Regions from separate parts of the Mus musculus genome. Here regions 1, 2, 3, 4, 6 and 7 are each linked to region 5. The links are chromatin contacts, called in public HiChIP or PLAC-seq and promoter capture Hi-C maps. All regions are on one chromosome and are shown on one strand. The core of a region is the stretch at or near the end of the contact, and the rest is flanking DNA. Distances in the headings are between cores, read along the strand shown. Region 1 overlaps Mvb12b (multivesicular body subunit 12B). Region 2 overlaps Mvb12b (multivesicular body subunit 12B). Region 3 overlaps Mvb12b (multivesicular body subunit 12B). Region 4 holds the start of Mvb12b (multivesicular body subunit 12B). Region 5 holds the start of Mapkap1 (mitogen-activated protein kinase associated protein 1). Region 6 holds the start of 9430024E24Rik (a long non-coding RNA gene). Region 7 overlaps Mvb12b (multivesicular body subunit 12B).

What was found. Promoter capture Hi-C pulls out the DNA fragments that hold promoters and counts their contacts. HiChIP or PLAC-seq counts read pairs in DNA pulled down with a chosen protein or histone mark.
Region 1: a contact with region 5 is called in a promoter capture Hi-C map of the 3T3-L1 cell line, with 4 times the contacts expected there. The contact joins the enhancer-like site here to the promoter of Mapkap1 in region 5. A contact is called at or near these places in 6 of 39 promoter capture datasets (the 3T3-L1 cell line, 3T3-L1-derived adipocytes, cranial neural crest and 2 more), 1 of 115 datasets of contacts at active chromatin or transcription factors (embryonic midbrain) and 2 of 9 other capture datasets (adipose tissue and liver).
Region 2: an H3K27ac HiChIP or PLAC-seq map of microglia shows a contact between it and region 5, with 6 times the contacts expected there. The contact joins the enhancer-like site here to the promoter of Mapkap1 in region 5. A contact is called at or near these places in 3 of 39 promoter capture datasets (the 3T3-L1 cell line, cranial neural crest and hippocampal neurons), 4 of 115 datasets of contacts at active chromatin or transcription factors (astrocytes, forebrain, microglia and 1 more) and 1 of 9 other capture datasets (embryonic tail).
Region 3: an H3K4me3 HiChIP or PLAC-seq map of embryonic forebrain shows a contact between it and region 5, with 7 times the contacts expected there. The contact joins the enhancer-like site here to the promoter of Mapkap1 in region 5. A contact is called at or near these places in 5 of 39 promoter capture datasets (the C10 cell line, cranial neural crest, embryonic stem cells and 1 more), 4 of 115 datasets of contacts at active chromatin or transcription factors (embryonic basal ganglia, embryonic forebrain, embryonic stem cells and 1 more) and 1 of 9 other capture datasets (embryonic stem cells).
Region 4: an H3K4me3 HiChIP or PLAC-seq map of embryonic stem cells shows a contact between it and region 5, with 2.8 times the contacts expected there. The contact joins the promoter of Mvb12b here to the promoter of Mapkap1 in region 5. A contact is called at or near these places in 12 of 39 promoter capture datasets (the 3T3-L1 cell line, the C10 cell line, the HPC-7 cell line and 8 more), 7 of 115 datasets of contacts at active chromatin or transcription factors (astrocytes, embryonic stem cells, fibro-adipogenic progenitors and 4 more) and 1 of 9 other capture datasets (embryonic tail).
Region 6: a promoter capture Hi-C map of second pharyngeal arch cranial neural crest shows a contact between it and region 5, with 5 times the contacts expected there. The contact joins the promoter of 9430024E24Rik here to the promoter of Mapkap1 in region 5. A contact is called at or near these places in 8 of 39 promoter capture datasets (the 3T3-L1 cell line, HPC-7-derived erythroid cells, cranial neural crest and 4 more), 1 of 115 datasets of contacts at active chromatin or transcription factors (embryonic forebrain) and 1 of 9 other capture datasets (macrophages).
Region 7: a promoter capture Hi-C map of hippocampal neurons shows a contact between it and region 5, with 4 times the contacts expected there. The contact joins the enhancer-like site here to the promoter of Mapkap1 in region 5. A contact is called at or near these places in 7 of 39 promoter capture datasets (the 3T3-L1 cell line, the C10 cell line, cranial neural crest and 4 more), 1 of 484 Hi-C or Micro-C datasets (palatal mesenchyme), 4 of 115 datasets of contacts at active chromatin or transcription factors (embryonic basal ganglia, fibro-adipogenic progenitors, forebrain and 1 more) and 2 of 9 other capture datasets (adipose tissue and liver).

Annotation. Positions count from the first base shown.
Region 1 is chr2:33,831,887-33,834,586 of GRCm38.p6, forward strand. It overlaps Mvb12b (multivesicular body subunit 12B), which reads right to left. Exons shown (of 10, transcript NM_175184.4): 4 at 2,651-2,700. Among named protein-coding and RNA genes, the nearest start is that of Nron, 27 kb to the left of the region's middle. Within about 2 kb of position 1,370, at least 4 of the 459 cell types and tissues checked have an H3K27ac peak or open chromatin away from gene starts, as enhancers often do.
Region 2 is chr2:33,869,353-33,872,052 of GRCm38.p6, forward strand. All of the region lies in intron 2 of Mvb12b (multivesicular body subunit 12B), which reads right to left. Among named protein-coding and RNA genes, the nearest start is that of Mvb12b, 17 kb to the right of the region's middle. Within about 2 kb of position 1,274, at least 125 of the 459 cell types and tissues checked have an H3K27ac peak or open chromatin away from gene starts, as enhancers often do. A contact at or near this core is called in microglia, where this site is marked.
Region 3 is chr2:33,784,562-33,787,261 of GRCm38.p6, forward strand. The region is part of intron 7 of Mvb12b (multivesicular body subunit 12B); the gene reads right to left. Among named protein-coding and RNA genes, the nearest start is that of Gm33856, 3.7 kb to the right of the region's middle. Within about 2 kb of position 1,255, at least 41 of the 459 cell types and tissues checked have an H3K27ac peak or open chromatin away from gene starts, as enhancers often do. A contact at or near this core is called in embryonic forebrain, where this site is marked.
Region 4 is chr2:33,886,640-33,889,339 of GRCm38.p6, forward strand. Mvb12b (multivesicular body subunit 12B) reads right to left here and starts at 1,307. Exons shown (of 10, transcript NM_175184.4): 1 at 681-1,307. The coding sequence starts at 755.
Region 5 is chr2:34,405,426-34,408,125 of GRCm38.p6, forward strand. It overlaps Mapkap1 (mitogen-activated protein kinase associated protein 1), which reads left to right and starts at 1,426. Exons shown (of 12, transcript NM_177345.4): 1 at 1,426-1,829.
Region 6 is chr2:33,717,585-33,720,284 of GRCm38.p6, forward strand. It overlaps 9430024E24Rik (a long non-coding RNA gene), which reads right to left and starts at 1,366. Exons shown (of 2, transcript XR_374262.3): 1 at 1,051-1,366.
Region 7 is chr2:33,760,938-33,763,637 of GRCm38.p6, forward strand. All of the region lies in intron 7 of Mvb12b (multivesicular body subunit 12B), which reads right to left. Gm52507 (a long non-coding RNA gene) reads left to right here. Exons shown (of 4, transcript XR_003953788.1): 4 at 2,644-2,700. Among named protein-coding and RNA genes, the nearest start is that of Gm33856, 27 kb to the right of the region's middle. Within about 2 kb of position 1,369, at least 24 of the 459 cell types and tissues checked have an H3K27ac peak or open chromatin away from gene starts, as enhancers often do.

The DNA.
Region 1 (2,700 bases), core at 120-2,619, 570 kb before region 5:
ATAGGCCTAACACCCATCTCTACTGAGCTCTCCTAAAGGTAAAGTGCCCTCATGAGGCTACAGCACTTAACGAGGGGCCTTACATGAAACATAGCAGATATCAGTGCCCTAGTATTCGTTGCTAGGATAAAACACCCTGGCCAAAGACAACGTGAGGAAGAATGGGTTTATTTGGCTTACAATTCCAGGTTAAAGCCTACTACTGAGGGGAAACCAAGGCAGAAATTCAAGCAGGTAGCCATGTCCCATCCACTGTCAAGAGCAGAGAGAAACAAATGTATCCTTGCTTCCTCCCTGGGTGCCTCAGGCAGCCCAGGACTTCCTGCCCAGGGAAGGTGCCATCCACAGTGGACTTAGTCAGTTAACAATCACTACAATCCCCTGCCACCCAATCATACCCAGAGGCCAGGTAATCCTCCAGTTGAGACTCCCCCTAAGGCGATTCTGGGTGATGTCAAAGTGACAGTTAAAGCCAACCAGCACCATGACATTTTGCTAGGACATGGCCCAACGAGCAAGTGAATCAGCCAGTGAGGGGCCGCTGCTTTGCTGAAATAAGTTGCCATTGGGGGTGGCTGAGGAGACATGGAAGCTGCTCTGTGTGAAAACAGCAAGCGAATGCTGGTCCAGAAACGTTCACAGCATGACAATGTGAAAAAGAATCACATACCTATAAATACTGACGAAGAACAGGGTACAGAATTCCATAAAGGAACCTCGCAGATGAGGATCTCTGTTTTCTTACTCCCCGTTTCGCTGCTGTGGCATGGGCTCATGAGTAATTGTAGTGACAGTTTTGGAGTTCTGGTTTCTTAGAAAAACCAGAAACATAAGAATGTGTTTTAGTTTTAATCCCAGGAGTAGAGATCTGATTTATGATTTGCCTTGTGCTGTAGGAGAGATGTGGTTTTGCCAGCTGAAGATAGTTTCTATGATTGCGTGACATTTGAAATTCTGGGAACTTTTCAGAGGGTATATAAATACTAGGGCCCCTAGAAGCAGGGTTGGTGGCTGTTGGTCCTTCAAGGAGATTAGCTGTGGTTTGTTAGTAGCCATGGTCAAAGAGGAAACAAAAGGAAAGAAATTAGATGTAAGGATCTCTCTCTCTTTCTCTCTCTCCCTGTCTCTCTCTCCCTGTCTCTCTTTGTGTGTGTCCTTCTGTGTCTCTGTCTCTCTCTTCTCTCCTTCTTTCTCTCTGATCTAGTGACAGGGTGAAATGGGGAGACTGGGATAAAGGTCAGGAAAAGAACCCACAAAGTAGCAAAGACTGGCTACAAGTAATTACAAATAAGGCAAGTTCATGTGCACCCGTAAAGAAGCTCAGATACACAAGGCTTCCTGACACTGCCTTACCAGCCCTGCACTCCAGGAACAGAGTCCCCAGCACTCCAGGACCAGAGTCCCCTGCACTCCAGGACCAGAGTCCCCAGCACTCCAGGACCAGAGTCTCCTGCACTCCAGGACCAGAGTCCCCTGCACTCCAGGACCAGAGTCCCCTGCACTCCAGGACCAGAGTCCCCAGCACTCCAGGACCAGAGTCCCCTGCACTCCAGGACCAGAGTCCCCTGCACTCCAGGACCAGAGTCCCCTGCACTCCAGGACCAGAGTCCCCTGCACTCCAGGACCAGAGATCCCAGTACTCTAGGACCTCAGCCCCAGCACTCCAGGACCAGAGTCCCCTGCACTCCAGGACCAGAGTCCCCAGCACTCCAGGACCAGAGTCCCCAGCACTCCAGGACCAGAGTCCCCAGCACTCCAGGACCAGAGATCCCAGTACTCTAGGACCTCAGCCCCAGCACTCCAGGACCAGAGTCCCCTGCACTCCAGGACCAGAGATCCCAGTACTCTAGGACCTCAGCCCCAGCACTCCAGGACCTCAGCCCCAGCACTCCAGGACCAGAGCCCATAACACCCGCAGGATCCTGAAGCAGCTTCTCCATTTCCCACAGTTCCCTGCAGCTTAGCACAGTGCGATGTTGCTCAGTGGTTGAAACATCCGGTCTAATTTAAATCGTGGGTTTTTTGTTTGTTTTAATTGTTGCTTTTTAACTAGCCAGCGGCTCATGTACCCCAGGCTCAGAACCTGTATGTAGTGAAGGATGCCCTTCAATCCTGATTTTCCTGCTCCCATCTCTCAAGTGTTGTGATTACAGGTATGAGCCACCACATCTGGCTCCAATTTAGGTCTTACATGCTCTAACTTGAAGTCTTTCTGGGGCCTGCCTCTTGTTCACTCTGTGAGCCCCAGACCAGGCACAGAGCTGTTCCTTGCAGCCCCAGGGCATCTTTTGATCTCTGCCCTCCCTCCCTTTTGCTTCAGGGTCTTGTGTTAAGCTTGGCACTCCCCAGCACTCCAGGACCAGAGTTCCCAGTACTCTAGGATTCTATGAATTGGTTGCTGAGGGCAAACCAACTGTCCCTAGACTCCCTGCTCTGTCCTTGAGTGAGGAGGCATCAATCAAAGACTCTGCTCACTTGCAGGCCAAGGACCCACACACTCTTCAGACACACAGAGATCCAAGGTGGCTGTCATAAGTGGCAGGATTCCTTCACCATCTACAGACTTCCAGAGAGAAACACATAGAATATTTGCAAGCCCACTGGATGGAGGTGGCCGCTCCCAAGGCAAGTGTGTTAAGTGTTGACTCACGTGTATCCACGGTCTCTTGGATGGGGATGAAGCCCACAGGCAATGTGTCC
Region 2 (2,700 bases), core at 24-2,523, 540 kb before region 5:
CAGTTCCAGGGGGTCTGACACCACTTTCTGGCTTCCTAGTGTTCAGACTGGCATGCAGGCAAAATACCCAAACATATAAAGTAAACAGAGAAAGAGAGAGAGAGAGAGAGAGAGAGAGAGAGAAAGGCAGGCAGGCTGACTGGTGAAAAGGCTCAGTGGTTAAGAGCACTTACTGATGTTGCAATGATCTTACAGAGGATCCAAGATTCACTTCCCAGCGCCCACATGCAACATGCTCACAGCCACCTGTAACCCAGGATGCCCTCAGCTGACACCTGCACTCACGGGGTGTATGTAAATTCCTTCAGTCTCATCCATATACATACATATAAAAACAATAAATCAATCCTAAAGAAAAAGGAAATGCCCCTCAAACACGCCCACAGGTTAATCTGATGGAGACAACGCCTCAATTGTGGTTCCCTCTTCCTAAGTGACTCTGGCATATGCCAAGGTGACAAAAACAAACCAGCACATAATCGGGCATCAGGCTCCTGCCATCCAAGACACCAGACAGCTGACAAGCAGGCAGTACGCCTGTGGCCCAGAGCCCCAGCCGTTTCCACTAGATGGGCTGAAGTCTGCTTGCCCTGAAGTCTGCTTGTCCTACCTCTGCCTTGCCCTGCACGCAGAAGCTGTACGGAAAGCTCATGGCCACACTGCCCTGCTCTGCAGGCTCCTGTCGCCCTGACACTTCCCCACCTGGCCCTGTCCAGCAGCAGGACAGTAGGACAGCAGGACATACTGTTCCTCTTGGGAACCATCTTTCCAAGAGCAATCTCATGATCCACCCATCCACTGGCCGGAAATCATCTGATTAAACCTGGAGTCCTGGTTCAGACCATGGTGGTGTTTTCAGACACTACCACAGGGGTCAAAGCACACACTGCACCTTGTCACTTGATCTTAGATAAGGAGTAAGCGTGCTTGCATATTTCTTAAAGTGCATATAAATCCATAATCACTCAAAACAAACCCTACATTTTAAAAAAGAACAATTAACTTCTCTGCCAATTCAAATAATTGAGGCTTTATCTTTCACAAGGCTGCAAGCGTGAGCCAGCCCCTTCTGTGAGCAGCAGGAAGTATCAAGACGCTGTCCTGTCCATTGTCTAATTGAGCTTTGGTCACTGTCTGCACGGCTGGGGTCAGGAGGCCAAGGAGAAGACAGCTTCTCCTGGCAGGCGCGCAGGAAACCACTGTTTCTGACAGAACTTCCTGAAGCTGGCTTGCTGGCCTCACTGCACTCAGTACAACAAGTGCCAAGAGTCCTCCTCTCAAGGCAAGTCTGTCTCCAGACAGTTCACAGAAACTTTCCAGATTCAAGCTGCAGGAAGCCAGGGCTCAAGGCTGGTCGTAAAACCACTTTCCACATTTTCAGTAAATCTTGGTTTAATGTATTTTCTATCAAAACAAAAAAGAGCAACACCTGGTTCCTTTATCAAAACAAACTTGGCTCTGAAAAGCAAAGCGCCTGTGAGGAGGGGGTTGTGAGGTATGGGGACCTCCAAGTTCCGTTACTCTGCTCAGAAGCAGTTCCTTGCCATCAGTGCTGCCCCGAGGGGACCGGGGGCCCATAGAAGCCCACGGGGACAAGTTACTCCTTACCTTTCCCCTGCTGCAGTGTGAGACCTTAGATCCATCTGAGGTCTCCTGTCCTCTGCCTATGAGGAACAAGGGCCTACTACCACAATGTGGCCTTTCTCGAGACCTGAGTAACCGTTCTGTCACACTGGAGTGATGACTGTGTCGCATGTGTCCCACAGGCTTTGGACACGAGCTCGCTATCTTCCTCCAGAGGGCTTTAATTCTTTTTGAGCATGACGGGAATCTGCAAGCTCCCTTTACCCTGCTTTTCAGCACTGTTCAGGTAGCTTTGTGAGGGGATTATTTATTTATTTTTGTTTTCTTTCTTCTCCTGCTTTGGTGCATGACAACTGGCTACTCATTTGCAGGTTTCCAATTTTAAACCTGTGTGTCCTTTTGATCCCTCAACCCAACCCACTGCCCGGAGAGGAGCCGGTTTGTCTCAGTGTTCCCGCAGCACCCTATAGCTGATGCTTCAAACACTGGCAGCTCCAATGACTCTGGAGCCGCCTGGGAGACTTCTGGTATCTATAAATTATGCAGGACCAGCAGTTTTGAAGAAATGTCTTGTTGCCTAATTAATTTCAACACTCTTGAAAGGAAGGGAGATGAAAAGAGGTGGGGAAAGGAAAGGAGGGGGGTAGCTCACATGCTGCCCATGGAGGCCACATGGAAGTCGGAGGCCACCACCAACGCTTGCTTCCCAGCACACAGCAGAAGGAAGGAGCGAGAGCCAAACAATGGAAATTGCCCATCTCTTCTGACCGCTGTTGGACAACACCTCCTCTGCCCTCCCAGCCTGACTTCACTACACAGGCCCTGTACCATCTCAACCTGGAATCGTCCCCATTTGCACCGAGGCTAGCCAGTCACTTGCCCATCTTTACGTCAGGGAATGGCTGCTCCCGACACCATATCAGGTCCGGCGGCCACCTCCCCCACCTCTGTCCACACTTAGCCCCCCACTGCCACCTCCCCTCTCCCACCTGTCCACACTCAGCCCTCCACTGCCACCTCCCCTCCCCCACCTATTCACACTCAGCCTCCCACTGCCACCTCCCCTCCCCCACCTGTGTCCACACTCAGCCCTCCAGGGCCACTTCCTCTTCACTC
Region 3 (2,700 bases), core at 5-2,504, 620 kb before region 5:
GTTACTGCAGCGCACCACAGCAAAGACTGACAGGTACACCCATTTTAATCTTCTGAATAATGGCACCCATTGTGTGCTACATGGATGAAATAAAAGATTTAAAAGTCTACAGTAGCTACTTTCAAATCACATTCCCATAGCACACACCTTTGAAAAACACTGCAACAATCTGACACACACACACACACACACACACACACACACACAGAAGCATGTGTGTTGGCTATTTTTTTAAGTGTTTGTATCAGCTGTAAGAAAGATACCAGACTCAGAATTGCTAAATGTGTAGGCAAAGCACTTCTAAGAATCAAGAGGAGACATTGAAAAATCAAAGTCAAGAGTCCAGTTCACTGAACAGGTGGCTTCATTATGAAATCACCCAACCATTAATTCCTGTTACAGCAAAATCCAGTGGACTGCCTAAATATAAAAGGTGCTTATTGACTCCACCTCTAAGTTAGCACAATGGGTCCCATTCAGGGATCTAGAACTTTCCGTATGGATGCATCAAGCTCTAATCATTAATGGTCCACTTATTTGGCTCAGGTAAATGGCATTTGCATATGCAAATTATGTCTAAATATTCTGTACTATTAATGTTATCACTAATTACATAATAATAGTTACCAATTTCCACACAGATCAAACTTACAGTTTTGTAGCTATTAGGGAAATTGTGCTTTGTAATTAAGATAATCCTCATTTCCAGATGCTAATTAACTATATAATAATTAGTCTCATTCAGTAATGCAAATGAAGGATTTTCATCTTTATTGATAAAGGAGTTACTTCTTATCGGTTAAGGAGCGGTCTCCCAAGAAATCTTGCAGAGAAATGCTTTTCCCTCTAAAGGTTAAAGGTGAACCCTTTTTTTATCAGCCTCATTTGTGAATGCAAATTAATCACATCGAAGATAAATGCGCCGGTCTTCTACTATCAGGACAGAACGTATAGCTTACTGGGTTTCCCGCTACATATATAGATAAACACAAGTGCTGCCTGGCCACGACTGTGGCTCTGTCGTCCTCCTTTTGTTCCCGTTCAGGCGACAGGAAAGACCTAGAAACAGCAGTGACTTATGTTCTGGCCACAGTGGGAACAGGGGAGTGGAGAATTTTGTGAGTAAATACACAGGCAAAAAAGAATCACGTTTGCTTGGATTATTAAGTTTTCTGTGCTGCAACAGAACACAGACTGGCACCTCCCATCGTGACTAATGAGAGCTGCCTGGGCGAGAACAGAAGGGCTGACAGCCAGCGAGGCCTCGTTGGCAGGCCCCAGCCAGGGCCTCGCCGCATTCATCATCCGCTAAACCAATCCACCAATTCCGCACCACCATTTGTCATTAATTATGCTAATCAGCACACCATTACTCTCTGATGACACTGTAGCCGTTATTAGCTAGTTATGGCTTTTCAGAAGTACAACCGATTGTGTATGCACGGGCTGTGCCTGAATTAGCCTACAGGGAAGAAATGTCCAATTACAAAAAGAAGAAATTTGCTATTATCTTTTTTTAACAAACCAATTTAGTAATTAGAAAAGTCTCTGAACTCACACATTCTTTTCCTCCCCTTTTGCTTAAAAAAATAATTGAAACAAAAACTGTACTTTTCAATAATTCTCTGAAAGACGGGGTAACACAGAGACGTTTGAAATGGGGCTTGGGAACCACTGTGCATACGCTCTGGTGCTGCCCGGCCTCGCGAGGCATCTTTAGAGGTGGAGCTGGGATCACCATGCCTGTGCTTTGGTGACACCAGCTCACAGGGTGTCCTCCCATTATACCTTTGAATTAGCAGGACTACTTTATTATGCATATTTCAGCCACATTGAACTCCTGAAAGATGGCAACACAGCCATGTGACCCTTTACAGCATGCTCACAGTGGAGTGAGGCTGTTCCTCAGGAGGCCAGGCTGTGCAGCCTCACCTGGCAGATGCTCCCACAACAAGGGTGGCGACAACTTTCTTTAACCCTCATTCTCCCTGTGACACTGGGGTCCTTGCAAATGACCTTGGAGATGAAAGGTTTGGCCAAGTTAGCCCCTGCATGTCTTGCACGTGATTTGGGGGAGCAAAGGGACTGTCCCTGTGTGTCACCGTGGACAGCAGTCACAGCAAGAACAGGGAAGACCTTTTTCCAAACACCAGGCCTTGGCAAGAGGCTTGCCAAGTGGGGTCACCAAGTGTCAGCGGGGCTAAGCTCTGGGCACTTGTCCAAAGCAGGTATCAATCCCCAGTCTCCAAACTCGGGCCGGAGTCTTTCCCACTAGTTTGAGAAGCTTCATCTGGATTAAGAGCTCATTAATATCATCAGAGTAAATGGCCTATTAAAACATCTTTAAGCAGTATCTGAACATAAATCTCCCTAAACTATATTTAATGACTGTACTTAAGATACATTATATGCAAGTCTTAATGAGACATTAGATAGCATTTTGAAGATTAAAATTAGAGAATCCATATAAAGTCTGTCCACTTAATGTAGCCGTAAGCTATCCCGATGAACACATTACTACCAAATTATACTGCATTAGAACAAATATTTTTAATCATGTCTGATTTATTCATTCCCCCTTTTGCATAACTTTCGTTTAAAAAACCCATTTGTAGTTTACGAAAAAGTGTATGTGAAAGATCCCAAGTTTTTGGAAGTACTGTGGAAGGAAGATGGAGACAGAATCTCGGTATTGTCAAA
Region 4 (2,700 bases), core at 57-2,556, 520 kb before region 5:
GGGAGTAGGGGCTATGGCCATTTGCCTTGGGCCTGCCTTGTCTTGCTGAACAGGTCGTTGGGGTCAGGGGACAGAAGAAACAGGCTGATAATTTAGGGACAGCTGTGTGCTAAAGACAAAGAAAACAAAGATGCTCCTGGCTCTACCTTATTCACTGTGTCTGTCTCTGAGGATGTGGTCCCTGGTGCGGTGCTAATCAGTCCCTTGGGCTTCACTTGCCCTGGCTGGAGTCATTGCAAGGGGAGGCTAATCAACATGCCCACCACGCTTCCTGGATGGCTGGTCACCTTGCAGACAGGTGCCCTACAGTTCGGGTGCCCCCAGGTAATGATGTCTGAGGGTCAGGTGCGCGCTCATCCGCACCCACGTGACAGCTGAGAGCCGGACCCCAGGCCAGGCGAGTCAAGGGAACTGTCCCCAGCGTGTGCCCCGGTGGAGATCGTCGCCCCTCACCTGGCTCCACCCTCGGAGCGCTGCTGCGACTCGAGTCCCCAGCTCGCTCCCGCCGCAAGGCCGAGCCGGAGCCCCCCGAGAGCCTGCGGCACCGCGCCGGGCGGAGGCCGCCCTCACGGGGCCTGTCCCCACGCGGGGCTGGGCGAGCCGCCCGCAGGCCTGGGCCCGGCCGGCTCCTCCCGTGCCCGCCCGTCCCCGCCCGTCTTCCCGCGCGGGCCTCACTTAACTGTTCCCCGCTGGGGCGGCGGCGGCTGCGGCGGCGGCGGGTCCCGGCTCCGTCTGACGCAGAAGCAGCTTCTCATCGCCCGGGCGGCGCGGGAGGAGCCGGGCCCGGGGCCCAGGCGGCTGCAGCCGGCGCCGCAGCTCGAGCGCAGCCTCCCCGGGAGCGGCGGCGGCGAGGGGCGGGGCGCGGCCTGGCGGCGGCAGCGACGGCGGCGGCGGCAGCAGCGGCTCGGGCCGGGGCCGGGGCGGGAGGGGCGTGCAGCCTGCGGCGGAGCCCGGGAGCGCACCGCCCTGTGGCCCCCGGTGCCCTCGGTCCCCGCCCCCAGTCGGCCTCCGCTCGGCTCTGCTAGGCCTCGCCGTCCCCCTCGTCCACCGCTCAGCCCAGCTGTAGGTCCCTGCAAGACGCTCTGACACCCAGGCCTGCAGGCCCGGAGTGGCCCTTTGCAGAGACGCCTTCCCACCTGTCCCTTGTAGGCTTGACTGCACCCCGGGGCGATCCCCTCTGCTCTGCCCACAATCCGGCTAACCTAATGCGGTGCAGCCGGGCCTCAGACTGACCCCACTCTCAGAGCAGGTCTCAGCTTGCCCCTCTTGCTGGGCAAATGATTTACCCACAGAGGCCTGGGGGCAAGCCTTGAGGAGGGATCTAGTGTAGCATGCCTGCCCTTGCAGTGCCTGGGGAAAGGTACAGAAGTCAGGAAGAAATGGAGCAGGACCCTCAGGCTGTAAGAAAAGGAGGCATCAGCAGCCTTTGATCCCTGAACCACCTGCCCCTACACAGCCAGGCCTGCAGGCCCTGGAGGGGACATGTGCTAAACGGGATATTTAAAACAGAGGATCACACGGTAGCCGGCTTGGATTTGCTCAGGCATCGGGACTCATAGTCACACATCCTGTGCTTTTCCAAAATAGTCAGCTCCTGAAGCAAATGGTGCCAAGCAGGCTGTCAAGGAAAAGATCCCGTGGGGACAATTCTCAAATGTGTGCATACAATCCAGGTACTTGTGTCACTCAGAAACACCACTGATCCAAATGGGTTTATAACAAGTCCAAACGCACCATAAGGAAACAGACAATCTGTGTTCTTAACTGGTACAGAGCCCAGCACAGTGGTGCTCCATTTAATTCCAGCCCTTGGGATGCAGAGGCAGGCAGATCTCTGTGAGTTCAACACCAACCTGGTCTACATAGTGAGTTGCCCGAAAGCCACAGAGGATTTGAAAAGAGACCTTGTCTCCAACAAAAACTTGCTACAGGCAAAAGAAAAAAAAAACATATTTCCAGGTTTATCATAACCCTGATATCAAGATCTAACAGAGATAACACCACCAAGAACTCAAGTGCAGAGTTCCAATCCCTAGAGACCTGAATATATGTGATTTTATGAAGAATGCTTGCTGTCTAACAAAGTAAGTGTTGTGTGACACCCATCTGTCCACCTTTGGGAGACTCTATGGACACTTCTGGGAAGTCCCATAGTAAGACAAGACAAACAAAAGCCTGGTTCATTTGTTTAGGCAGCCATTTCCCAGAATCATCTGGGCCAAGAAAACCGCTCTCCCCAAAGCCTACCCGTTAACTACCCATGATGAGAATCAACACCATATCTGACTGTACTGGTTGGTTTGTGTGTCAACTCGACACGGCTGGAGTTATCACAGAGAAAGGAGCTTCAGTTGGGGAAATGCCTCCATGAGATCCAGCTGTGGGGCATTTTCTCAATTAGTGATTAAGGGGGAAGGGCCCATTGTGGGTGGTGCCATCTCTGGGCTGGTAGTTCTGGGTTCTACAAGAAAGCAAGCTGAGCAAGCCAGGAGAAGCAAGCCAGCAAGGAACATCCCTCCATGGCCTCTGCATCTGCTTCCTGACCTGTTTGAGTTCCAGTCCTGGCTTCCTTTGGTGATGAACAGCAATGCGGAAGTGTAAGCCAAATAAACCCTTTCCTCCCCAATTTGCTTCTTGGTCGTGATGTTTTGTGCAGGAATAGAAACCCTGACTAAGACACTGACATACATCATACATACA
Region 5 (2,700 bases), core at 176-2,675:
CTGGCCTTGAACTCAGAAATCCATCTGCTTCTCCCTCCCGAGTGCTGGGATTAAAGGCATGTGCCACCATGCCCGGCTATCTTGTGCATTTCTTGTACAGGTAACCAGAGGTAGTGTGAATTCATGAATGCAGAGAAGGTATTGTTTCTTCTGGGCCTCTGGCTGTTACAATCTTTCTGTTCCCAATTTCAATGGTGGTCTCTGAGCCTTTCAGTGAAGGTGCTATGTATCCTGTTGCAGGGTATTTGATCACACTGTGAACCCCACGGTTGTGTTACTGAAAAAACCTGTTTTTAGTTGTGGTGTGGCTCAGCCCTTAGCTCACACCTTTAATCCCTCTGGTTGGAATACAGATGTGCCCTTAGTACACACCTTTAATCGCAAACAATGAAGGTAAAGTTAGTTGGTAAATGGAAGCAAGCAGCCATGTTTGAAAGTGATGTCTAATTGAATGACAAAGTGATGCATCAGAAAAAGATTTGACAGAATAGGATATACCCAACTCTCAAGAGAAGAGGGAAGGAGGCAGTTTTACAAGGAGAGTTTGATACAGACAGGTTGAAGAGAGAACAAGCTAGACACAGGTGAAGATAGAATGAGCCAAAGAAAAAGAACCAGGGGATTAGAACAGGTTGCTTAAATTAGAATGAAGCCTAGCAGAGCAATTCTGTCAGAAACTGAGTGGAGCCAGATTGAATCAGTCAGCTTGGAGAAAAGTTTGAGCCAGAATCGCCAGTCCGAGATCAGAAAGTACTAGAAAGGATGATCGTATTCAGCAGCAAACATTTCAGGCTGAAAACATTCTAGGCTTTGATTAGATTCAATGGAGGCTGAAAAATTCCAGGACTAGGTCTAGGTTAGCAGACTGAGATAGTAAGCCTCCAGACGACAATTACTACAGAACGACAGGAGAATAAGTTACAATTACAGTGTCCTACTGTGGCTGAGCACTCGATGGACATTTCATCTGTGCACCATGGCCACTTGTGAGAGTTTCTGTATTAACCATTGTCCACTGCAGTAAAAAAACAAAACAAAATAAAACAAAAAAATACCCAAACTTCTCTGATTAGGTGTGAGAGCGTCACTAATCTGGGTTTAGATAGTAATTTAAAAAGCAGTTTGATACTATGTCCATGTAGCAAATAATAGTTGCAGTGAACTCTTCTTTCTGATATGGCGGTTAAGATGAAGACTTTTCCCTGTAAAAGTAAGACGTAGCTTACAGAGATCCTTACACTTGAAGGTAAACAGAAGTTGGTTAACCTGCTCCAGAAACGGCCAAGGGCAGCACGCATGCGCAACCACCCACCAGTTCCCGCCCCTTGTCCCGCCCCCGGGAGGCAGCGACTTCTCGTTCCTGGCTCTGGGGCTTGCGCACTGCGTCCCCAGCCAAAGGCGTCTTGCAGATCGGGGACTTCCGGTACGCGGGGTACGGTTCCGGGTCGTGGCGCGGCTCTGGGTAACAGGGCTGCTGTTGCCGGCCGGCGGCGGCGGGGTCATGAGGGCGTGCCCGGGGCGCCAGGGCCGAGTGGGCCGGTAGGACTGCCGAGGACTTCGTAGGCGCTGGGTTCGGTGCAGGGGCCGGGAGGCGTGGGGGAGTCGGGACCTCCCTCAGGGACGTGTCCCGGGCGAGGCGGCCTGTAGTGTGGGAGCAGCTTCAGGTAAAGGTTGCCCCAGCCGTCGCCCCCTCGCCCGCGGGACCCTCCGACCTCTCAGCACCCCGCTGCCGTCGCTGCCCAGCGGCGCCCGTTGGGGCTGTGCTCGGTGGCCTGGGAACATCGGTTTCCTTGCTCTTCCTGAGCCTGACAGCTGGGTGTGTGACTTAGGTGAGGAGAGACTTTGGACCTGGTTGTGCGGGGGCGGGGGAGGGGGCAGTCCTTGGCTCTGGCGGTTTCGGGTCTCGGAACTCTGCAAGGTCCGGTGCCCAAGTTCCATCCTGTGAAATCAACTTTTCAAAGCATTGCCAGGGCAGTCCTGAAACGGTCCCACTGATTGTTTATATCCCGAGAGCGCTGCGGGGAACTTGGAGTCCGTTTTTCTGTTTATGGGAGTGACAAGGAATGGTGAAGTTGCGGGGGCCGTGGGGGGGGGGTTGGGAAGAAGAAAAGATTATAGTTTAAAGAAGTGTATAACTCAAGCCAGAAGCTCTAAGATGAAACAGGGACCTCACAATTTGTTACAGCTTCCAATGAATGACCGCAGTATTTGAAACTGTCACTGTTCCCAACTCTGTGCAAAGCACCATGTTTATTACAAACCCCCAAAGGGCCGAGTTCAAAACCTTCCCAGGTGTAAACAGGAACGTGTACAGACACATCAGTTGATGAGGTCGGCCTTCGCAGGACTCACAGAAAGGATGGGTCCCTATTGTGCACAACCACCAGGGCAGAAATAAAGTGCGTTACTCCTATGTTTAGGAGCCACCCAAGCTGCAGTGACAAATCTTGCTCAATGCTATTTGCCCCCATCTTTTTCAGTCACACCCCTTCAAGCTTACTGGACGCTAGGGAGGGGCATGCCAGGTGTCCCTTTCCTTTAAGCTTTGCTCATATCTGCCTTCTGCTACTAAATGTGAATAGTGCCTGCGACGCCTCTATAATCTTGTGGCTCTCTGCTAGTGTTTAACAGCTAACCTTTTAAAAGTCCCTGCTATGGGCCTTTCTTCTGGATAAGTAGGATCTCACATCATTTTTGATT
Region 6 (2,700 bases), core at 116-2,615, 690 kb before region 5:
AAAGAAAGGTTTCGGGTGGCAGTGGTGGAGCAGAGATGGAATTCAAGGGATTTCTTTCTTTCTTTCCTTTTTTTTTTTTTTTTTTTTTTTTTTTAAATGTGAGTGATTTTGAAAAGCGAGGGTTTTGAAATGTTTACTTTGTGGTGGTTTGAAATTTTTACATCTTTCAACAAAGAGGCCAGAGAAGTGAAAACACGTGAAAAGAGTTTCTGAAAAGCACGATTCAGCAGAAGTTGGGTGAAGCCGCCGAGGGTCCTTTATCTGGGGCAATCTGTGCGCGTCACGGGGTAGGGGAGGCCCAGAGCTCAGCCCCACTGGCCCACCCGAGCCTGCTGGAGGCCCTGGGCTCCCGCTTCAAAGCGCAGTTGGAGAAGCGTCTTGGGAGGGAATCGGACACCTCGCTCTGGGGACCTTTATGCCCAAGCACTGTCGCCTGATGTGGTCATCTCGTTAGTCATGGGAAGCCCAGGGAATTTCTGTTTGTGCCTCTTTCCACACTTATTAAGCAAGAAGTGGGAGGCCGACATGAGAAACCAAAAGATGTTTGTGGTCCCCTGGGCTGCATCTCTTGGGACCACAGCTTATCCATCACTGCAGAGGCATTGCGGAGAAATGGAAAGAGTCAACCGTGCCCAGAGGGGGAGAAAGTGAGCACTCAGGGGCTCCCTGTCTGCTGTATCTTGGCTGGGCTCCCGTGGAAGGGCGTGGGCTCCGAGTCTGAGAAGGGAATGCCTTTGGGGGAGCCAAGCCGCAGCTTAGGAAGATCGGCATGTCACCAGGTTCGGTTGTCTCATTATGTAGCTCAGACCTTTCCCCCCACTTTCCCTAGCAAGGGACCAGCAAGAAGCTGTCATACAGAACTCAGGCACCTGTACAGACCTGTCTCTGTTGTGGGAGAAGACCAAGATGGAACTACCCTCCTCCTCTCCTCTTCTCATCTCCCCCCCCAGCCCCCCAATGCTAGGGTTGGAATCTAGTATTTCATACTTCCTAAGCAAGTGCAGAACTCTAGGTTCTAAGCAGTTCCTTTAGTCCACCAAGTCCCAGTACCTCCGCATCATGTCAGAACCCGCTCTCGCTGGCTGTCCTGTGTCCTGTTCTCTTCCTCTCGGGGCTGCAACACTCCCAGAGGCCCAGGTGGAATTCTGAATTGCGAGATCATCAGACTGGCCCCTCGTGCCCCAATCCCACATGTAATCAAACTTCTGGGCAGATTTTTTGAGGGAAGCAACAAGTTTGAGCCAAGACCCCATGATTGAAATTCTCCAATAAATCCCTCCCAGCTGAGCCCTGAGGGTCTGTAGCTAGCTTCAGCAAGGAGGGATGGTGTGAAGGGTTTCTTTTTTCTTTCTTTTTTTTTTTTTTTGCAAACTTCAAACAGGACCTGGGGTTGTGGGGGAGGAGGAGGGCTATGCTGAGAGAGGAGGCCACAGACCAAGGGCTCAGAGTTAATTAAAGAGCCTGCATGCTTACACCTATAAACTCAGCCTTCTCTGTACATTAAAGCCCTCTGCTTTCTTTCTTGTAGGGCCACCTCTCGTGGTGAGTCTGGAAGTAGAACTAGACTCAAGCCATACTGTTTGATTTTTGTTTTTGTTTTTTTTTTTTTTTTTGCAGCCCCTGGAAGGTTCTAGCCAGAGCACTTTGCCCTTCTACCAGGAGCTAAGACTGTGTTCAATTGCTTTATTAAACATTGAGAATCTACAATTTCCCAAAGTAGGCCTGGGCACATCCCTCGGGGTGTGTGGGCCACCACCTCGCCCATTTGTCAGGCAAGGAAAGTGAGGTTCAGAGAGGCAAAGTGACCAACTGAAGAGCATATTGTGATCAGGAAGAAGTCAGGACTAGACCGCATAATCTTCTGTCAATGGCTAGGGCAGGGACCAACAAGGGACATGCTGCCCTCACCCCAGCCCTGCCCCCTTGCACTGCCGGTGACATTCAATCAGGTGCTGGTGATGCCTGGGCCAGCAGGCCGGGCAGGGCCTCCTCAGCCTCCCAACGACAAATGGTTCTCGTTTGAAAGGGAGGTTATAAAAACACGTGCCCAGAGACACTGTCAGGGAAGGGGGATTAATCTCACTCCAGTCAAAGACCATATTCCAAATATTTTTCTGGGGGTGGGAGGGAGTGGGGGCAGGGATCAGCCCTATCTGGGAAGGCAGTCAGGTTCCTGGGGTGCCCCACAGGCTGGGCTCCAGGAGGCAAGTGATGATGCAGAACAGTCAGGCCAGGGTTCCATGTATGGACCCGGCGAGGCTGGGTCCAATCAAGACCACTGCTTGGAGGCATGGTGCCTCCAGGCTAGCTTTGCAGGCGCTCGCCAGGCTGGCTTGGATATTCACACTGTGTCCGGGGTCTTGGCTGTGTTTCAGAGCCCTGTGAGTTGCTGAAGGAAAGGATTAGAAGCCTGGGACATTTTTATTTTCTGGATGGTGTCAAAGGCTGAGTGTTTTCTCCTGGCCTCTGGAGCAGAGAGGACCCCAAAGACCAGCCAGGGGGGTGGTCTTGCCTCTATGCCTTTTACCTGGACAGGAGTCAAGTCACCCAGAAGCGCTAGCTTTTCGGCTCTCAGACTTGGGGATCCAGGTCCTTATGTGACTCTGGGATTCCAGGCATAGTCTCTTAGGGGTACAGGCCTGAGGTTTCCAACGGTCCTATTTATTGAGGGCATAAAGGTCTAAAGTGGTGTGCTATTTG
Region 7 (2,700 bases), core at 119-2,618, 640 kb before region 5:
GGCAGGCATGTGAGACAGTACACATGAATGAGCTGAGCATGGCAGACTTACTGCATCCACTCATGCAGATATAAAGCAGTGCCTGGTTTTTCGGGGAATGAGTTCAGGTCACAAACTCCTGCCTCACAACTGCTATGATCAGGACAGAGGCTGACCTGTCTGAGCCTTTCTTTCAACTGTAAAAGAAAAAGATAATGTTTGGGCTACTCAAGTTGCAATGAGCTAAAAACAACTTCTCAGTTGGCTAGGGGTGGTAGGTAATCTTACTGCTGCAGAGGAAAGGCCCCCCACAGGCTCTAGGCACCCACGTTAAACCATCTGCCCCACGGGTCCTAACCCAAAGGCACGGGTACAGTGCCTTTTCTTGTGTGACTCACAGGGTACCCAACACTGTCCTTCTTGGCATCTGTCCTCTCTGAGTGTCAGATGAAGCCTGATCTGGAATGGAGGTCCTGGTGCAGTCTAGTGCCATGTAGGTAAAGAGTTAGATGTGAGGTGACTGAAGAAAACCAAGGCTGAGTCTCCCAGCCAACAGAACGCTGTTGTGGTGGAATATCTTCAAAGCTGTAGCTAGGATTGTGCTATGTCCTCCACAGGCACTAATGAAGGGTCTGTATGCTCGAGAGACCTGGCACCATTAAAATACCATGTGCATTGTGGTTTTGACCTCAAGTCTGGTCCCATGGGCTTTCCTAGAGGATCATGGGAAGAAATGCCATGAAAGAAAAATCTGGTCCATCATGAGTTGTGAAGGAAAAGGGTCACTATCACCTCATGAATATGCCACCTCATAAATATTTCTAAAACCTTAAATCCATATCATAGAATGCACTAGGCTATATTCCATGTTGGGGGCAGTTCACACTGTGTCTGACTGTTGGCTTTGCTCTGCTAAATGAACTTCTGCTTAAAATATCTGTGTTTTGACTGACTTCTTTCCTTCAAGAAGACAAGAACTAGAGATATTCCCTACCTCAAATGAATTCAGCTGTTTGATGTGCCTTGGAAAAGAGCCCTAAAGGGCTGGAAGGACTGCTCAGCGATGCAGGGCTTGCTCAAGCATGTGCAAGGCTCTGACTTCCACCCTAGCACCGTAGACAGAAGCAGAAACAAAACCAAAACTACTGTAAAGAAGTCGGAGGTTAAACTACAGGAGCCTCTGGTTCTGTTAAGCACAGGCCATCTGGACCTCACATGTACACAATCATCTCTAGATCCCATCTCCACGCAAAATGTTTGACACTGTCACTTTAATTGAGGGGCAATTCCTTTCTACGTCCGAGTACCCCATGTTCCACATCTCAAGTACCAAGAGGCCTCAGGCCCCTGCTTTGAGCAGCCACTCCTCTAATGCAGACAGACACCTGGTTAGGTGAGGGAGGTTCTTAGAGAGCTCTGAGCCCAGGAAGGGCAGGAGGGCATGTCCTACACCCAGAAGGGACTAGAAACCTGGCTAGAACGGCTACGCTCCTCCACAGGGAAAGCCTTTTAACTTTATTAACTCTGTCATGGCTTCACTCCAAAACCACTTGCACTTGGCTTAAGGTGAAGACAGTTGTCTCAGGATCACGTCCATGGGAGTAACAGGGGGCCTCCGTGGTCAGGAGGGGGCTCCTGGGGGCTGTGCTCACACTTGCTGCTCCAAGATGGAATTCTGAAGTCTGTTGGTGAGCTGGAGATGAAGCAGGGAGCCAGATTGTGCAGAAAGAAGAGCAGAATCTGGGCCCAGGGAGGCCTGTTCCCCAGTTCTCTGTGTGTGTGGGTCTCCTCTAGCCATGTCACTGTTACTGGAGTCAAGCTGGGTGGCCACTGGACAGGCCCTGCGCCACACACCCGCTTCCCGTAGACAGACACCCGAGGAGGAGAGATGCACCTTCCCTTCCAGGGCCCCTTTTCATTTTAACACCAGCACAAACAATTTTAAATTGTACTTTTTTGAATGTCTCAATATATGAATCTGTTTTCTAAGGTATCCATTCCTAAAGACCAGCTAAGCTAAAATATCCTGAAGTTCCTAGCCCCAACCCCAAGGCAGGGGTCTGCAAAGGCCTTGGGCCCTTCGCTGTTTTCTGTGCATTTATATGTGTCTTCATGTGTAAAGAAATATATGTGTGTGTGTGTGTGTGTGCACGCGCATGTGCAAGCTTGCTCATGCACACACGTGTATGCTAGTTAACCCAGAACCATAGCGTAAGTGTTCTGCATCTTTTCCCTTAGCTGTGGAACTTGCCATTAGAAGGCAAAGCTCTAACTCGGACTTTTTAAAAACAGCTTCATAGGAATATGGGGCAGAGACCTACAGCCAGCTTCCAAGGTGCCTCGTCTTCCTCCCAAATGGCTGTTAGAAGAGTCATACAAAGGCTTGTGGGCTGGAGAGACTGGGGATAGTCTCAGCCTTGAAGATGGCTCATTCCCAACTATCCAGTCTAGCCAGGATAACCAGACAGGAGAACCACCTGGGGGACTAGCCTGGCTAGTCTTTGGTCAACTTGACACACATTAGAATGTCAAGGTGAAGAAGGACCTACAATGGAACAATGCCTCCATCAGATGGTCTGTAGGCAAGTCTATGAATATTTCCTTTTTTACTGAAAAAATAATTTTATACAGTATATACTGATCATGTTTTCCCCTTTCTTGTAGAGCACTTTCTTAATTAATCACTGATGAGAAAGGCCCCAGGTCACTGTGGGTGAGGCC